2 separate regions of the Sus scrofa genome follow, and region 2 is linked to region 1. A link is a contact called in public HiChIP or PLAC-seq data. All regions are on one chromosome and are shown on one strand. The core of a region is the stretch at or near the end of the contact, and the rest is flanking DNA. Distances in the headings are between cores, read along the strand shown.

The links. HiChIP or PLAC-seq counts read pairs in DNA pulled down with a chosen protein or histone mark.
Region 2: an H3K27ac HiChIP or PLAC-seq map of alveolar macrophages shows a contact between it and region 1. The contact joins the promoter of TMPPE here to the promoter of CCR4 in region 1. A contact is called at or near these places in 1 of 5 promoter capture datasets (liver), 2 of 47 Hi-C or Micro-C datasets (both in blood) and 1 of 2 datasets of contacts at active chromatin or transcription factors (alveolar macrophages).

Annotation. Positions count from the first base shown.
Region 1 is chr13:18,857,925-18,862,327 of Sscrofa11.1, reverse strand. CCR4 (C-C chemokine receptor type 4) reads right to left here and starts at 1,732. Exons shown (of 2, transcript XM_005658814.3): 1 at 1,407-1,732.
Region 2 is chr13:18,976,337-18,980,739 of Sscrofa11.1, reverse strand. TMPPE (transmembrane protein with metallophosphoesterase domain) reads left to right here and starts at 1,832. Exons shown (of 3, transcript XM_021071556.1): 1 at 1,832-1,962. It overlaps GLB1 (beta-galactosidase), which reads left to right and starts at 1,741. Exons shown (of 17, transcript XM_021071553.1): 1 at 1,741-1,962. The coding sequence starts at 1,891. LOC106508320 (a long non-coding RNA gene) reads right to left here and starts at 3,224. Exons shown (of 3, transcript XR_002338195.1): 1 at 2,218-3,224.

The DNA.
Region 1 (4,403 bases), core at 483-2,982:
CCAGTGATGTACTGGAAAACCAGGTCTAGGGATGCTTTGATTTATGGCTTTTGCTGGTTTCCATGGTGCAAATTCTCCCACAATGGCTGAGGTCAAGCCACCAACTACCCCACAGAATTCTTGAAGATTCAACCATCAGCTCCTGAGAGCTGGCACAGGTAGCCCCAGCTCGCCACACCCAGCCCCATGTTCACTACAGAGTCCTGTCTTAGCCGGGACACATGTGGGCCAACTTGACACTAACACAGCAAATGTATTTTCAAGGCCCCACGGAAGGATGCAGTATTCAGTTAGGTAAAATGAGGGGAAATTTTGGTCTTTCATCAAAATCGCATATAAAAATGCATCTTACGCACTGAATTTTATCAGAGTGGGAATTAGTGGGACAAAAATCTAGAAAAGGCACATCACAGACAGAAATAAAATCTCTACCTCCCCAACCATGCTCATTTCCTATCAAACTGGCAGCTGAGGTTAAAACTTTCTTAACCTTACACACACGCACGCTCACACCACCCTCATTTCCTATCTAAATCAGCAGATGAGGAGGTTAAAACCTTCACATGTTCACGTGTGAATCAGAGCAATCCAGGGAGGAGGCTTTCTGACTCAAGACCACCTCCTCTTGTATTCTTCTTAATGGCTCCCTGATACTCATTAAAATCATTTTTACAAATTGTTCGATAATTCACATCTATTCCACTCCCTACGTCCCACCCTGAACACCACACACCCAAACACCAAAACTATGTGTTTCTCAAGGGAGAGGTTTTGATTTCTTCCTGCAATGGATGCTGAACATCTGGGGCATCACAGGGTCTCCAAAAAAAAAAAAAAAAAAAAAAGAGAGAGAAAAGAAAAGAAAAAAGCCAAAACAAACAAACAAACAAACTGTTAAATGTTATGGACTCTAGTTAAACAATAATTCTAATCTTTCTCTACCATTTTACTAGTGCAAATGAAAGGGATAGAAGAAGTTGATGAGTTAGGAAATTATCAGGAAAAGAAACAAAAGTCAACACGGCTGTTAAATGTCTGAAATCATTCTGTGGCCTGGTCTTTCTTGACCAGGGGTGTCTTGATAGAAGCAAGAAGCAGAGAAGTGTTTATGTTGAGTGAAAATTATCCGTGTTCCGAGCATGTGGCTTAGGCCAGATGTGTGCAGAAGAGAGCCCTGTGTATGTGTAAGAGCCGGTCAGATGAGGGCTCTGAGTGTGTGGGCACAGGTAGGTTATAAGCAAGCTGCGGGAGAGAGGCCAACTAGAATGACAGGCAGAATGACCAGGTTGCCCGAGTGATGGGCTGGCTGCGTGGCTGGGCAGCTTTCAGTGCTTCCAGGGTCCAGACACCTGTGGACCAAGCAGCACTTGGCCTGAGACCTTGAGAATGGTCCCACCCCCACTTACCTTGCTTGTCTTAAAGTGGCTCCAAGGAAGGTCTGCGAGGCAGTGCCCGGCTTGCTCAAGAAGCGTGATGCTAAGAAAGACAGGTGCCTTTGAAGGGCGCGTGGCTTCCTGTGAGCACCAGCTCTATCCCTCACTCATCTACGATGAGTGCAAGTGGGGTTTTTTGATAGAAGTAAGAAGCAGAAAAAGAGTGACTCTTAGCTTGGGTTCAGGTTAAACTCTTAGTCACTCATTTCCCAAAACAGAAAGCTAGGAAGCTTTGCCCTCTGTTAGATGAGGGAGGAAAATGAGGGGAGGTTTCTTATTCGTTTTTTGTTTTTGGCCACAGCATCCAATGGCTTGATGTGGAATCTCAGTTCCTAGACCAGGGACTGAACTTGGGGCTGCAGCAGCAAAAGCGCCAAGTCCTAACCACCAGACTACCAGGGAACACCCCTGAAGTAAGTTTTTAAAAAGAGAAACTTTTTTAAAATTAAAAAAATTTACAAATTAAAAAAAAACTCTAAAAAGTTTTTAAAGTTTTAAAATTTGTTGGATTTTTAACTTAATTTTTTTCATCTCAGCTGGGTATGTACAGCAGAAATGATCTTTATATTCTGGATCAGTGGGCTATTTATTTATTTTCCCATCATGGATGTACAGTAGCCAGCAATCAAGATACTCTAAACAGTGGGATCTGAAGAGGTCAGAGTGAGAGGCCAGATTTACTCCAAATAAGGACAGTCAGGAGTAGAGAAGAGAAAAATGTATTCAAATGTGTGCATCTGACAGTGATGCGGAGGGTCTACTCAACCACATTCAATAAATGACAAGTCCTCAGTCTGGTGTAAAGTGCCATGAGGACTGAGCTCTGAGCCTCCTTCACAACAGGGGCTCAATGCCCTTTCTGCCTCAGGCCCTTTCTACTCAGTGGAGCTTCCCCTGACAATGATCCTGGCTGAAAGATTCTTTGGGTTTGTGTACCAATCGTAGCAAAGGGGCTGACACCAGTCCCAAGTCTTTTCTACCTAGTATCCTTGGCTTCTGTGAGCTCCCAGCATTTCCTTCTGTGTGTCTACAATTGCTTGGCTCTTTGGTTCAGCTTAAAAGAGCCACAAATTTCAATTTTCCTGAGGAATTTGCATGAATAAAAACTGAAAAACTGAGTAGAGTAGTGTTTATCAATGCTTTTTTCATTATCACTCCTCCTAAGGGGTCTCTTCAGATTAGTTTTTCCTAATCACTTTCCCATGAAATTTTAATACCATAGATAAATTGTAAATCTGCTTTTTATGCATACATATATGCTTTATATATAAAAGAGTAAGATTTGTTTTGGAGGTCAAGAATCTTGAGCTAGAACAGTGCTTCCCTGTGTGAAATGTGGAGCCAGATTCACAGAAATTTTGTGAAAAAGAAATGGAGATCTGTGGCCAAGTAAGCTTGAGGAATGCTGGCCTTGGGTGCGGGTTAAACACAGTTCCTTACTGTAGTGCTTTCCAGTGCTAATATTATCATGAACTCTGGAAGGAGACATAGAGTAAAAATGTCCACAATATGTTTTGTTTCCAGAGCTGACACCAGATCCTTGCTCAAATTCTGGCAATCCCTCCCTTAGATAGGAACTAGCATATATCTTTTAAGTAACAGGGTCAAGAGACAAAGAAAGGAAGCTATAGGAAGAGAAAAAAAAAGCCCAGATGGACCCAGCTGGAACCAAGATGAATCTGCCCTCCAGCAGCCTCTGAGCCTCATTCTATACTGATTTTACCACATCATCTACTAAATGACACACCTACCAAGCAGCCAGGACCTGAAGCTGTGCCATATGGGCTGACGCTGACCTGTGAACTAAGTTCCCATTTCCCCATTCCCTGGCCATTGAATAAAGCTTGTGCTGCACCCATCTCAGCTTCTGTTTTGTTTTTGGATGTGCAAACCGGAAAAACTTCCCCACCCAGGCAGGGGGCCTTGGCCAGGCTAGGGCCCAAGCAGGGGTGCATATGACCTAATCTGGTAAGAATCTGACCAGTGAATCTATGTCCATTATACAGAGTAACTTATAAAATGAACATGTTTTTTGGAAACATAAAGCCAGAGGAAGGTTTCACCATGGAATTAGAGGCATCTAGGGACAAGTTGCCCTGGGCGAGTTCATCTGAGCGTGTCGCCTAAGTCACCATGGACACCTCCATGGAGGGAGAGGAGCAGTATGAATGGATGATATCTAGAGGTCCAAATCATCATCAGTGATCACTGGTCATTGTGCGTCTGCAGATGGTCCCTTAAAGCCAGCGGGCACTCCCTTGACTCACTGGCCACATGACAGACACCCAGCCCCACCAACGGGGGTAAGCCTGAGCTCCAGGGTCCATGTTGGCTGAGGGCACTTGTTTTGAGGCCTGCTCAGTCCGGGTTGGATCTCAGTGCCACCACTAACTAGCTATGTGAACCTCAATTTTCTCATCTATAAAAAGGGGTGATAATGCATGAGCATTGTGAGAGGATTAATGAGCTAATGTTTGTAAAGCACTTAGCATGATGTCTCGTACAGACAGGTGCTCAAAATGACACTAGTTGTGAAAATTAGTAGGTTAAATAAAACGCACAGGAATAGCTCCCTCTCTTCAAATGGCTGGCATGTTGCCCTTAGCCCTAACTAGGAATCCAGGAAATATTTCAGTTTAGACTCAGTGGGCACATTTAATTTCTGAGTCAGTGTTCAGGTTAAAAGCAGACTTCAGGTTTCCAAGTTACAAATACTACTGCCCTGAAGAAAGTCAGTCTTCAGGTTTACACAGTAATAATGACACTATCCTGGAGAAACATTAAATACGTTTTACCTCCAGTAAGGTTTTCAAAACTAAATAATATCCGTTGCCACCCTCCTCCCACATAAATGGATCAAATTTTAGTATTTCCTGGCTAGGCAAATAAGAACCCAGAGAAGGGGCAGGAGTGTACTCAAGACAACACAACCAGAGACACAGAGCTAACACCTGCACTCCTGAGATTTTC
Region 2 (4,403 bases), core at 583-3,082, 120 kb before region 1:
AACAAAACTTTGTTGGCCTCTCCCAATCTCAGGCCCTTATCTCACAAGTAACAACAATTCTTGACTTCTATAATCATCACTTCCACTGTTTAAGAATCAAACTAAGTTTTTTAAAGAGTCAGAAGTTGTCAATAATACAATTTAAGAAAAAATTATTCTTTTTTTTTTTTTTTTTTTTTGTCTTTTTGCTATTTCTTTGGGCCGCTCCTGAGGCATATGGAGGTTCCCAGGCTAGGGGTCCAATCGGAGCTGTAGCCACTGGCCTACGCCAGAGCCACAGCAACACGGGATCCAAGCTGCATCTGCAACCTACACCACAACTCACGGCAACGCCAGATCATTAACCCACTGAGCAAGGGCAGGGACCGAACCCGAAACCTCATGGTTCCTAGTCGGATTCGTTAACCACTGCGCCACGATGGGAACTCCAAAAAAATTATTCTTACACTTGCTAAAATGGTATCATTTCCTACAGGGGTCACCTCTACTGCCATGGATGGGAAGGAATGGGTCTCCATTCTAAGTACAGCTAAGACAGCTGGGGATTTATATCCAGCAAAAGGAGGGCCTAGTAGATGGAAAATTATAAGAGGAGATCTCAAGGGATTCTTGTTAAAGGTAGGTCCAAGGAAGGTGGGGTAGGGATGAGGAATTTGATCAGACATCAAGAATTGGGAGACGGTCCATAAATTGACTTAACAAGATTCTTTGCTAAGACTGGACAATGCAGGCTGGGCATGGATAGGACAGACACAGAAGGCCAAGGTCCAGATCAAATTTAATCTAGAAGAATCTCTAGTCAGAGGGTCCTAATTAAAGTTTAGTCAAGGAGTCTGTCAAGAGACAGCATAATTTAATCGTATATTTTTATTTTTCAAAACTAAGTTAACTCAAAGTTGAAAATATTTAAAACGAGTCAGTTTTGTGGAATGTCACTTATATCCCAATAAAGCTGGGAAAAGTATACATAAAGCTATTTCCCTAAAGGCTCCTTCCTCTGAAATTCAATTTTGGTGAAATGTGAGACTCCTGCAGTGGTGGGAAGAAAGGGAGGATTTTCAGAGAGTTCAAACAACCAGGTAGGAAAAGACAACTTCAGACTCAGATCTGGTGGTAACCAGCGGCCCTGGACAAGCTAACTCACACGGAAGAGCCTTCATTTTCCCAAATGTAAAAAAGATAACGCCGGCCTTACTGGAAGGCTCAAGTGCAGAAAGGGGGAGAGGTGTTGCTACTCTCCCAAGACCCAAAGATGAAATAAAAATTCTGCAGACTCTGGTGCTTGGAGGGTTGGCATTTGCAAAGATTTTGCCAACTCTAAATTTATCAGTAACCTAAAACAGTGGTTCTCAAACTTGAGCGTGCAACCAAATAACATGGAGGGTTTGTAGTATCACAGGTTTCTGGACACTACTCCTAGGAGTTTCCTGGACAAGGACCTGTTATTTCCATTATCAACATGTACCAGATACACGCTTGGTCCAGGAACCTTATTTTGTGGGCCCCTGCTTTAGTTTTCCGGACAGGTCTGTATGTGGGGCCGGGAGTCGATCTAGTCCACTTAGGTTTATTTTGCCTCAGTTTCTCCCTTCTGCCCTGTCAAGGGAGCCTGGGAGCAAGAAGCCTTTGGTCAAAGTCCAACCCCAAGCGCAGACAGCGAGGCCTCCAGAGTTCGAGAAAGGCCCCTCCCTCCGGCAGAGGCCAGATAACACTTTCCTAGAGTCACGCGGCTTGCGCCTCCGGGGTTTAGGGCTCGGCGGCAGGCAGGCGGGGCGCCGGGCGGAGCCGGCGCGGGGCGGGGCCAGGCCACGGGTCCTCAAACGCCGGGCGCCGAGCGGCCGTCCCGGCGCTGACTGCGGACCCGGGAGGCCTGGAGGCCGGAGGGTGGATATGCCGGGGGTCGTTCACATCCTCTCCCTGCTGCTGGTGCCGCTGATGCTGGGCTCTGGGGGTGGCTTGAAAGTAAGTCCACAGGCACCCTCCCCACGCGGGAATGATGGACTGGGGACAGGCTGGCGGGGACTGGGTTGGGGCTGGGGCCACTCGGGGTCCCAGTGAGCCGGGGGTCCTGGGGCGCGCCCGGGCTCCGGAAACCGGAGGAGCGCAGGCAGTGGGCCGGCCCTCCCGTCAGAGGCGGGCGGGGCGCGCGTCCTTCCCGGTGGCTTTGTCGCTCGCGTATTCCCGCCCTCGCCGCCTCCTTCGTTGGGACCCACTTACCCTACCAATGCACGGAGAGGCTGAGATGAGGTGCTTTCCAACTTTGAGGTCTTGGCGAGAGGTGGGGGTGGATTCCAAGTAGCGCGCGTCTTGACAGGCGCCTCGGGCTCTGGCTTGGCTCGCCCTCCCTTGCAATTTGTGCTCTGCGGAGCGCTCCGGAAGGAGAAAATCGGGTCAGGAGAGGCCCCCGCAATGGGAACATTGGGTTAATTTCCTTCTAGGTGGTCTCTTTATCTCGCGTCCTTCTCGCCGATTCCCGCCGCCTACGTTTTTGTCCCGGATTTTCCAAACTTTCAGAGTTTGGCGCTGGGCAAGAGGCAGCAGCGTTGCTTGAGGGAGATCTGGCCGGGCGAGGTGTGTGTATGTGTGTGTGTTGCGGGGGTAGGGGGATGTGTGCACGATTGGAGGAGGACAGCCTCGGTCCACCCGGCAGAGCTAAGGCAGGGGCCACGGGACATCCGAATCCTCCTGGGGAGGTCAGCGTCACGACCGCGGAAAGGTGGGGGGATTGGGGGAGGAGAGAGCGAGGAATTAAAACGGGCACCTGTCCCTCTACACCGTCAGAGAACCACTTTGGTCTCCAGAGTTCAGGTAGACTGAGTCTGGGGCTTGTTTTTAAGTAGAAGCTGGTGAACTTCGGGCCCACTGTGACACCCTTTAATAAAAGGCTTTTGGTAAAGTTTCTGGAGCAGAAAAAAAAACAAACAAAAAACGCAACTACATTTATCTAAAATCGAGGTTGAAAATCTTAAGTATTTGTAAAAGAACTGCCGAAAATGTTTTTATTTTGGATTCTTCTTGGGAAAAGGGTCACCTCAAATGAACAGCCGCTGCCCCAGTCTGTGACTCCCCTACCCTACGCTGGCGTGGGAACTAGCTCCCTCTGAGAACCACATAAGAACTGTTCAAGGGCACGGTGGCAGAGAAAGATGGATGGGGGAAAACAGGTCATTAACTGATATCTCAGAGAATTGCGAGAGAGGAGGGATGAGGATTCATGGGGGAGGAGCTAGGGGACCGGGCAGCCCCCTGGGTCCTAGTTGCACCCCCCCCCCCCCAATTATGCAGCATCATTCAGCAAGGGCTGCCTTAGGACTGCCAGGCCCAAGGCCCAAACTGGGAGGCTGGCTTCATCCTAGGAATTCCTTTTTTTGTTTGTTTTTTGTTGTTGTTTTGTTTTTGACTTGTAACATGATGGTTCTTTTTATTATTACTTGAAAAAAATTTTACAGTATAGTGGATTTACAATATTCTGTCAATTTCTGCTATACAGCAAATACCCCAGGAATTCTTAGGTCAGGTGTCCCTCCTGTGCCTAGAGGTGAAAAAGAGACCAGCAGACTAGCTTTCCATGATTTCCTAGAACAGCAGTTCCCAAACCTTAACTGTCCTAGAAGTTAGAATATTTGAAAATATTAAGAAATAGGAGTTCCCGTCGTGGCGCAGTGGTTAACGAACCCAACTAGGAACCATGAGGTTGCAGGTTCGATCCTGGCCTCACTCAGTGGGTTAAAGATCCGACGTTGCCATGAGCTGTGGTATAGGTGGCAGATGTGGCTCAGATCCCTCGTTGCTGTGGCTGTGGTGTAGGCTGGCGGCTACAGCTCCAATTAGACCCCTAGCCGGGAACCTCTGTGTGCCTCAGGAGTGGCCCTAGAAAAAGGCAAAAAGACCAAAAAGAAAAAAAAAAGAAAGAAAAAAAGAAATTCATTATATGTTGATAGTCTTAATGTATTTTTTTTTAATAACAATATTTCTCACCAAATTTTGGGATGAAGAGTGACACTGTTTTCCATTTTTCCATATCTCTTTCATGTCTGTCTTAATAGATGACAGTTGGATTTTCATAGCTACTTCTCCATTTCTTGCCATATCACATGTCATGTAGCCTCTGGAAAACTCCACTGTACACTAAGGAGAAAATGGCTATGGCTTAGTACTGTTGTGGAAAACAGTTTTGACTAAATGGACCCTCCCGAAGGGTCTCCCCAGACCACACTTTGAGAACTGAACTGATGAATTACAATAATGTTTTTCTTATTATAAAAGTTCATATGCATTTTGTGGAAATAAACATTAAAAAAAACTAAGAAAATGAAAACTGCCCATGATGTTACAGTGGCGCAAGTTCCATCCCTAACCTGGTAATTTCCACATGGGACTGATGTGCCCCCCACCCCCCAAAA